Regions from separate parts of the Gossypium hirsutum genome. Here all the other regions are linked to region 2. Evidence: chromatin contacts called from public Hi-C data. All regions are on one chromosome and are shown on one strand. Each heading gives the region's core, a stretch centred on a gene start, on an enhancer-like site or on the middle of the called end of the contact. The rest is flanking DNA. Distances are from core to core; before and after follow the strand shown. Region 1 holds the start of LOC107888472. Region 2 has its middle 18 kb from the start of LOC107888467. Region 3 holds the start of LOC107888473 (pentatricopeptide repeat-containing protein At1g62930, chloroplastic).

The links. A called contact is a pair of places that touch in the nucleus more often than the background predicts.
Region 1: a contact with region 2 is called in a Hi-C map of leaf, with 3 times the contacts expected there. The contact joins the promoter of LOC107888472 here to the enhancer-like site in region 2. A contact is called at or near these places in 6 of 34 Hi-C or Micro-C datasets (hypocotyl and leaf).
Region 3: a contact with region 2 is called in a Hi-C map of leaf, with 2.1 times the contacts expected there. The contact joins the promoter of LOC107888473 here to the enhancer-like site in region 2. A contact is called at or near these places in 7 of 34 Hi-C or Micro-C datasets (callus, hypocotyl and leaf).

What each region holds. Positions count from the first base shown.
Region 1 is chrA09:1,773,535-1,776,710 of Gossypium_hirsutum_v2.1, reverse strand. It overlaps LOC107888472, which reads left to right and starts at 1,546. Exons shown (of 8, transcript XM_041077599.1): 1 at 1,546-1,834. The coding sequence starts at 1,760.
Region 2 is chrA09:2,083,874-2,087,353 of Gossypium_hirsutum_v2.1, reverse strand. No RefSeq gene overlaps it. Among protein-coding and RNA genes, the nearest start is that of LOC107888467, 18 kb to the left of the region's middle. Within about 2 kb of position 1,438, at least 7 of the 9 cell types and tissues checked have an H3K27ac peak or open chromatin away from gene starts, as enhancers often do. A contact at or near this core is called in hypocotyl and leaf, where this site is marked.
Region 3 is chrA09:1,753,200-1,756,497 of Gossypium_hirsutum_v2.1, reverse strand. It overlaps LOC107888473 (pentatricopeptide repeat-containing protein At1g62930, chloroplastic), which reads left to right and starts at 1,748. Exons shown (of 3, transcript XM_041077597.1): 1 at 1,748-3,298. The coding sequence starts at 2,300.

The DNA of each region.
Region 1 (3,176 bases), core at 297-2,796, 310 kb after region 2:
AAACGATTTCAGAACCAAATCCTAATAGTAGACCAATAAACGATTAGCAGCATAAGGTGCTTCAGTGCAGTGGAAGGGTCTTTTGTAGGCTTGAGTTCTTCTAATCAGGCAGAAGTGTTTTTACACTGAGTTTACAAAATAGGAAGATGATGACCCACTCACGTATGATGAAGTGATGAAGTGATGAAGTGATGAAGAGTCTTGATTCCAAGCTCAGGGAAATAACTATGAAAGTTGAAATGAATTCTATGGACTCTAACCCAGTGTGAGAACTTGTAGACTTACCGGAAGGGATAAAACCATTAGAGTGTAAATAGATCTACAAGAAGAAAAAAATACGAATGAAAAAGTGAAAACTTATAAGGCAAGACTTGTAGGAAAATGTTATACTCGGAAAGAATGTATCGAACATGAAGAAACATTCTCTCCGGTTGCCATGCTCAAGTCAACCTACATATTTTTATCCATTACAATGACACTCGATTACAAGATCTAGCAAATGGATGTTAAGACAACGTTTTTGAATGGCTATCTTGAAGAGAGCATCTATATGATGCAACCCACCAGATATATAACTAAAGGAAATGAGTATAAAGTTTGCAAACTGCTTAGATCCATATATGGACTTAAGCAAACATCCCGCTCATGGAATCAAAGATTTTATCAAGTGATTAAGACTTTTGGATTTGAGCAAAATGTAGATGAACTTTGTGTTTATAAACGTTTAGGGGATGGAAAGACGATCTTTCTCGTTCTATATGTCGATGACATTCTACTCATTGGGAATGATGTAGGGACATTATTATTGGTTAAACTATGCTATCCAATTTAGTCCCCCCGAACATATGAGACATGTGCAAGAATTTCATCTCTTGAAAGGAGTGCTCAATAACTCGCGGTGCACTCACACTTAAATTGTGTATCTACGTCCCAATAATCTGATTTTCGGTATGATTATATAAACATAAAAAATTTATAAAATTAATAATGTTAACAACTTAATAATTATATTAATTAAAATTAAAAAATTTAATAATATTTTTTACCATTAACCTTGGACGCCAAAAATGTGTTTGTCATTCAAACGAATAAGAGGCATTAACATTTTTAAAATTATAAAAATTAAAGAAATTATGAAATATAAAATTAAGACAACAATAATTTGAGAGAAATTGAATGAACAATTGAGAATAAGATAGTTGAGAGAATAGATTAATAGGATTAAGAGATTGAGAGAATATGATTTGAATGCAAAAGAATGAAAATAAGTTGAGTATATATAGCAAATAAACTATTCTCATCCATATTATATTTTTAATTATTTAAATTTAATTTATAAAAATTCTAATTAAATTAAAAATATTATTATATATTTATATTTTTCGTATTTTAATACAGAAAAAACAAAACAATGAATTGGCTTGACAAGGTAACGTCAAACTGATGTGCTTTTGGAATTATTTATTAAAGAAGGTTAAGTGGCTTTTGAAAATGAACTGACCAATTTGGACTAAGATGGCTAATAAATTTAATCATTATATTTTATTATATTTATTTTTAACTGTAGGAAGTATGACCGGTCTATTTAGGAGTGAAGAAGAAGGAAACTGGGAAGAAATTTGATTTCTAACTGAAGCACTCTACTTTTTTCTCTCTCTCTCTCTCTCTCTCTCTCTTTTGAAAATTTAATTCTAACAGAAGCAATTTTTTGCTTTTTATTTTTCTATTTTCCATTGGATTGAAGGAGGGGGAGGAGGTGATGGAGAATTCAGTTGCTGAACATCAACGCAGGGAAGCATCTTCTTCTTCATCAGATCCTTCAAATCATGCTCAGGTATTTTACTTATTACTATTGTTGTTATTATAGATTGCTAACTGGTGATTTTTTTCACCAATCCGGTTACCAGCCATTTTTTTTAATATTTGTAATTGACTGGAATCAAGCTTCGTTTGATCTAGTTTTGGTGAAATTTTACTGGATTTAGCTTACAACTTGTTTTGTTTCCTTGTTCAATTGATTTTTTATTTCATAATATTATAAAATAGATGAGATGAACCAAAAAAACAAAATTTTGATCTATTTAATTTTTGTTCATGTGCGCCATTCTTAGATTAGGCTTGATGCGGAGGAGCTTATTTGAATATTACTGATATTTTGTCCCACTTTCCGTTTATTTATAATTGGTGTTGTGAGTAGTAAATAACAAATTTATGGGATTTTGGTTTTAAATGAGTAGTTGGAGGATGATTTGTTGTATGAAGCTCTATTAGAATTTCTATTTCCTTGTGCTTGGAATACCTACAAAACCCAATCTATTAGAATTTCCCAAAATTTGAGTAAAGTTGTGCTTGGAAACCTTTCCACTGCTTTGTTGATATGACCAACTCTGAATTTCTTCATGTCGCCGGAAGCACTGTTTATCGTTTTCGAATAATAAATTAACGGGAAAAGTGCCCAACCCTCATATTGATTGTAAAAATTGTACTTTATGATTTCCAAATACAATGAATGTGATCTAGGTTTATTTTTGCACTTTATTTACCAATTGTTCTATCAATAACTAGCCATAGATTTAAATGTTTGCTGGAACTAGATGTTAGGCAGGGATTTAAATAGCGGACCGATATCGGAATAGCGGCCGTTATATAGCGGTAGTGGCGCCGTCCGAAACCGCTATTGCTAAAAATAGCGGTATGAAGCGGAGTCACACCAATAGCGGTGGATCGCGGCCGCAATTTAACGGGTAACGGCCAATTGCGGGAATAACGGGCCGCTATTCCCGTTATTTTCCGTTACAGTGGTTAAAGCAGCATCAGATTGAAGGATGAGATGAAGGTTGGGGATTCCGTTCAGGTACAATAGAGAAAAGAATTAGCTTAGGTTCACAGCCCACCCCTTCTTTTGAGCAAGAGTGAGTAGTAGCTAAGATCTTGAGGTTTTCAGCGTGCTTGCTGTCCATGGTTGGGTCGATTCTGCGGGGGCCAGTGGAATTGTACAACCGGCGCGAAACAGCTGGGCAATGGGATATGCCGATTGTATGACCACCTGAAAAACAAATGAGAGACTTTGAACATCCGAGAAGCCTGAGAACATTTCCCCAAAGGAAAAGTGAAGCAAGGATGAACATGATGAGCCATGAAGCGACAGTGATGAAGTTGAACTGATATACTTGTAG
Region 2 (3,480 bases), core at 189-2,688:
TTTGATATTCTATTGTTCTCATATCCAGGCAACCAAGAATCGTGCCATATGTTAATTCGAGTACCACTACCAACACGCCATACCAACCCTTCCTCAATCAAATCTGTGGCACTGCAAATACTTCTCCAGGTAAGTGAAGGGTAAGACCCAATTTTTGCTGACAATAAGTCTGAAGATGGAAAATAGAGAGCTTTTAAAACTTTGGCTAAAAGACAATTAGGCTGAGAAAAAATGCACCAAACCTGCTTAGCTAACAACGCCTTATTAAACAGAAACAAATTTTTAAAACCCATCCCACCAACACATTTTGGTCTATATAAAAAATCCCAAGGACTCTAATGAATACCCTTCGCGGATTTGTTATTTGTCCACAAAAACTTGTTCATTATGCCTTCCAACTTCCGACATAACGATTTTGGCATAAGAAAGAATTGCATTACATAAAGCGAAATGGCTTGTAATACTGATTTGATGAAAACCTCATTCCCCCCAATTGAGAGATAGCGTAAACTCCACCCTTTTACCTATTTTCTGAACCTGTTAACAAAATGGGAGAAAGCCCACATTTTATTCTGACCAACCATCATAGGCAAGCCTAAGTTCTTTTCTGGACTTGCAGCCAACCTAACCCCTAAAAGATTGATAATGTTTCCCTTGATAGTTGAATCCACATTAGCCCCAAAATAAATGAAGGACTTATCAAAATTCACACGCTGCCCTGAAATCATTTCATACTCATGGATGACATCTCGAACCGCATAAGCTGTTTCGCAAGAAACATCTCTAAAGAGTATACAATCATCTGCAAAAAATAGGTGATTGATTGACAACCTTTTATTTCCAATTGATGCAACCCTCATCAATCCTTTGTGCTTTGCTTCCCTAATGAGAATAGAAAAACCCTCAGAAAAAATGAGAAAAAGATAAGGGCTGAGCGGATCACCCTGCCTTAGGCCTTTGGAAGGTAAAAACCACTCACCATTAGACCCATTAAAGCTCACCGAATATGAGACAGAACAAACACATCTCATTATCCAAACAATCCAATCATGAAAATTGAGGTGAGTAATCATTCCTGCCAAAAAATCCCATTCCTCACGATCATACGCTTTACTTATATCTAGTTTAAGCGCAAAATTTCCTTTCTTGCCACTTTTCTTTATTTTGAGAGAATGAAGGAGCTGATAAGCAATTAGCATATTATCCGATAAAAGCCTTTCTGGGATAAAAGCCCATTGAGCTTCATCAATGCAATCTTCCAAAACACTACTCATACGATTCACCAAGACCTTCGCGATAATTTTGTAAATTACATTACAAAGGCTTATGGGTTTAAATTGTGACAAATTCTTAGGTTTTTCGACCTTGGGGATCAGCACAATACGTGTCTTATTAATATCAGCTATTTCAGCTTATCCATTCAGAATAAATAAACAATAAGAGGAAATATCAGGCCCAATTAAGTTCCAGTACCTTTGAAAAAATATTGTGGGAAACCCATCCACACCAGGTGCTTTCAAGGGTGCCATCATCTTGACTGCCGCACCAATATCCTCTTCAGTAAACAGTTTGAGAAGTGTATCATTCATGCTCTCAGTAACTCTTTTCTCCACTAGTCCAAATACATGCTCGTCTGAGCCCACCTCAGAAGCCGAAAAAAGATTCTTAAAATAATCGGAAGCAAGATTTAACAACTCAGTCGAAGAAGTCCTTCTACCATTCCCATTTTCCAACTCTAAAATACGACCACGAAACTGGCGTTGAATAGTTATTTTATGAAAATAGCTAGTATTGCGATCACCATTCTGTAGCCAATTAACACGAGCTCTTTGCTCTTAAAACAGTTCTTCTTTATTAGCCTCCAAATTAAGCCCCAATTGGACCTCTGTAATTTTCGCTAAATTCTCGTCGGAGAGATCTTGATTAAAAAAAAACTCCAATCTATCTTCCAATTCCACATGATTTCTTTTATCCTCTCTAAATTTGGATGTACTCCAACGTTGAAGTTGATGACCAAGCCTCTCTAGCTTTTTCGGAACGCTGCCTGAAATATCATTCTACAAACTTTTAACCAGTCCTATGAAAGAACTATCCAAGCATCACTTGGCCTCAAACCGAAACATTTTATTTGAGATACCTAGACCATTCCTACTCTTTTTCATTGTGTCCAACAGAATAGGGCAATGATCAGAGAAGGAATGACTTAAGTGTTCTACTTGATAACTGGGGAAATTATTAATCCAACTCAGTGTAGCAACCCCACGATCCAAACGCTTCCGTATGTTTGTGTCAGAGAAATTCCCTCTCTCCCATGTATACCACCGACCAACATAGTCCAAATCATTAAGACTGCAATCTTCCAGCGCCATTCAGAAAGCATTCATCTGGCGTTCTGATCTAAGACCACCACCTTTCTTCTCAAAAGAATTTGTAATCTCATTGAAGTCCCCCAAAACAACCCATGGAGTGTATTGGTCATGGCTTAATTGTCTAAGCAATTTTCAAGATGTACCTCTATACCTTCCATCCGGATTCCCATAAAACCCAGTTAATCGCCAAGTGTCGCCATGTTCATTGTCATGAATCTCAACATCTATATGAAAAGAAGAAAAACTTTTAAGACTAACCAAAGCGTTTCCTTTCCATCCCAATAAAATACCTCCTCGAGACCCCACTGCCCCAATATCAATCCCATTCTCAAAACCGCAATTCATCCTGACCATCTCCATCCTTTTAGAGTTTAATTTTGTATCCATAAGAAACAAAATCCGGGGATTAATGACTCTCAACTTATTCTTGAGCCTTTTAATAGTCCGGGGCCTCCCCAAGCCAAGGACATTCTAGCTAAGGATTTTCATTGTGATCGACTGCTCTGTTCACCAGAGCTAGCCGTTAAATCAAGAGAACCACCTTCCGTAGTATTGCCCAAAAGAGCAAACGAACCTGCCACAACCCTCTTTCATTTCTTTCCTTTCGTACCTGCTATTGGGTCATTTTCCTCCTCCACAATCATTTCCATAGGCCCATTTACTAGCCCATCAACAACCGAAATACTTTTTCCCAAATTGCGTCCATTTTTATTTCCTTTAGTGAGATGTTGATTGGATCCTAATGGGATTAGATTTGGATTTGACATCTGTTTCCCAAAATCTCTCCCTATATCCCGTCCAAAATCAATCTCCCAATTAAAATTAATGCTTTGATTGGGGCTTCCCATATTCTCAACATGACATTGCGATCTATCAGCTTCACGCAACCACCGGCTCACCACCGCTGTCCGCCGCCGTGGCACCGCACGTAAAGATAAATCCCATCCATACACAATTTTTGATGGCTCAATTTTCAACCGGAATGGATAGTAGCTCTCACCATGCCCCAACTTGCCACAAATAAAGCAAAACAAACTTAACTTTTCATATTTAAAACAAGCATAAACAGTAAGATATCCCCCCACTTGAATCTTCTTTTTGCGTTTCAACG
Region 3 (3,298 bases), core at 499-2,998, 330 kb after region 2:
AGTTGAGAGAGAGGTAGGAGAGTGCGAAAAATGATCCCTCCCACTATAAGGTTTGGAGAAATATAAAAGTTGACTTACATAAGCTATATGCCCTCTAATTAGTGGGCTTTTCATTCAATAGTATCCTTATTAAGTCAGTTACATAACCTGACGTGATTGGGTTGCAAGATGTGTTAATGACTTGACAACCATATTATCATAATGATTAAGTTATGTATCCTTGGACCCAGGCGAGGCATGTGTTAAGCAAGGTAGTTTCCTTAATAAGGTGACTCTTTGGTTGGGTGAAGTATGTGTAGCATTATCTATATATTATTGTACACATTATATACAACACCTAAGGTCCATTAAGTGGAACTAATGTAGGATTTAAGATCCAAAAAAAAAAAATCTTTTAATTCTTTCAAGAATAATGCAATGTTTAATTCTTGTCATGGAGAACAAGGAAAAGATTTTTTTTACAAGCTAAAAAAAATACTCTATTAAACTCTAACATTCATTTTGGTTTATTACTTAAAAATTTTGCCTAATCTTTCATTATTGGTCATTCACAAACCAAGGATGTAAATACTTTTTCATTTCTATCACATGACCAAGAGTACATTGTAAATATATGCTCAAAAGCATACAAGATGATTACACAAGAATGGAAGATCACCTTTCTAAGTTTAGATAAGTTTTCAAGATTCAAATGAATGAAATTTTGTATTAATTTTGACTAATTGTTTTGGTAAAATAGAAAATTTATCAATATAAGATAAGCATTTATAGTTTAGTTCTAGAGCGATATGGAGGGTTTTATGTTCTCCAATCATTCTTTATTAGAAATTGGATTTTAAACATGTCTAATTATATTGTTTAATTCTAAAAAAAAATGTTAATTTTATGCTTAAGCCGTTATCGATTTTGTATTTCAATAAGAGTGCTAGTATATCAACATGGTTAAAAAATCAATTATATGTGAATGAGGTATTGTTTTTAAAGAATATTGTATTGTGACTTGAGCCTCGGCATACTTCAACTAGATCTTTTGGTTTCCTTCCAAATGGTATATTATAAGTTTAAAACAGAATTGGGTAACTCAAGTTATGGTTAAAATACTAAAATAATGTTGTGTTAAAAATTTCATTCGCAAAAACTTAACCAAAAATGATCTTTATAATCACTTTTCTCCAATTATTCACCTAAATACATATTAAGTCTAAATCATATAATTAATAACTTAGATAACATAATTCAAGAGGAGAAACATAATAAATAAATTGAAATTTATGCATATTATAGAATGTTGTAAAGTAAGGTATAGAAAAGCCCTAAATAACTCATAGCATTTAACTATTTTTCAATGATTTCTTAATATTAATATTGAATCGAATTGGATCAAATTCCTTGAACGGAGAGTTGACAGTCTGAACATCCACATAAAACTAAAAATTAGACCAACGATTAAGAACTAGTTAAACAGATAAAGATATATGTGTATTCCTTCTACCAAAATCATTTTCATTTCTTCTTCAAGCCTTGGATGGACTTGATTACTAAGTCATTTGTTGTAAGAGAAACCTAATTGTAGAGAAAAAGCATTAAAAGAATTAAATATTTGAGAAGAAGATGAAATCAGAACATGTTTTTTTATCGCAATGTTTAAAATAAAAGTTTTTTACTTTTTTTGGTACTCAGAATGAAAACTTATGAAAGTATGGTGACTAATTGTGTAGTTTATCCATTCAATAATAACTAGCCCTAACAAATGATTCCTTAACCAGTCGAAACGGCAAAAGTCGTCCTCCCATTCTCCTCTCTGTCTCTCGTGTACTGTTAATGGTGGTTTCATTTGAAGCTTAGCCCTTTTTCTTTCATTTTGCTGGTTTTCTAGATATGGGTAAGCTCAATTCTTCATTATTTCTTCGTTCGTTTGTTACTGGTGGAAGGAATCTTTCCAGTTTGCACCCTTCTTTTTCTTGTTCTTTTAACACCATTGGTACCCACATCGAAGCTTTAAGTAAGAATTCAATGTCTGTAAGGGGAAACCCAAAAAAGTATGACCGCTTCAATAATGTTGATGATGCTTGGACTTTGTTTAATAAGATGATTGAGAAGTACCCAAAGCCTTCAATTTTGGAGTTCACTAAACTATTAGCGGCCATTGTTAGAATGAAACATTATGCCATTGTTGTTTCTATGTTTAGCCGAATGGAATTATTAGGAGTTTCCCATAACGTCTATTCTTTGAACATCTTGATTAATACCTTTTGTCAGTTAAATCAAATTGATTTAGGGTTTTCTGTTTTTGGGGAAGATGTTGAAGTTAGGGATTGAACCTGATGTTGTAACTTTGTCTACTTTGATTAATGGATTTTGTAAGCAAAGCAAGATTTCTCAAGCCGTGTGTTTGTTTGATGAAATGGTTGAAAAAGGGTATCAGCCTAATTTAATTATTTACAATACAATACTTAATGGATTGTGTAAGACTGGAAATACTGATAGAGCTATTAGGTTTCTAAGGATGATGGAAGAAAGAGGTTCCGAACCAAATATTGTAGCATATAGTACTGTCATTGACTGTCTCTGTAAAAACAGGTTGTTAAATGAGGCTCTCGAGCTCTTTTCTAAAGTGAAGGCTAAGGGCATTAGACCGGATATTGTTATTTACAATTGCTTAATTCATGGTATGTGTAATTCAGGTCAGCATATGGAGGCAACAAGGCTTTTGAATGAAATGGTGGATAACAATATTTCACTTAGTATTTTCACCTATACTATATTGGTTGATGCATATTGCAAAGAAGGAACGATTTCTGAAGCTGAAGCTATTGTTGACACAATGAGAAAGCAAGGCATTGAACCTAAAGTTGTTACCTATAATGCATTGATAAATGGCTATTGCTTGCAAAACAAAATGGATAAAGCTAGAAGAGTGCTTCAATTGATGATCAAGAAGGGTTATGCACCTAATATACTTAGTTACAACATCATGATCAATGGATATTGTAAAGCTAAAAGGTTAGACAAAGCAATGGAACTCTTTCATGAAATATCTCAAACGGGACTAATCCCGGATACTGTCACATACAGCACTCTTATGCAAGGTATGTGTCAATTAGGGAGAGTTTCTACGGCATGTGAACTTTTGAAAAAGATGGTTGCTTCTGGACAAGTTCCAGACCTGGTGACCTGTTCAATTTTGCTAGATGGTTTTTGCAAAGGTGGTAAACTCGAAGAGGCATTGAAATTTTTTCAAGCAATGTGGAACAGTGGGGTTGAACTCAATATTGTTTCTTATAGTATCCTAATTGAT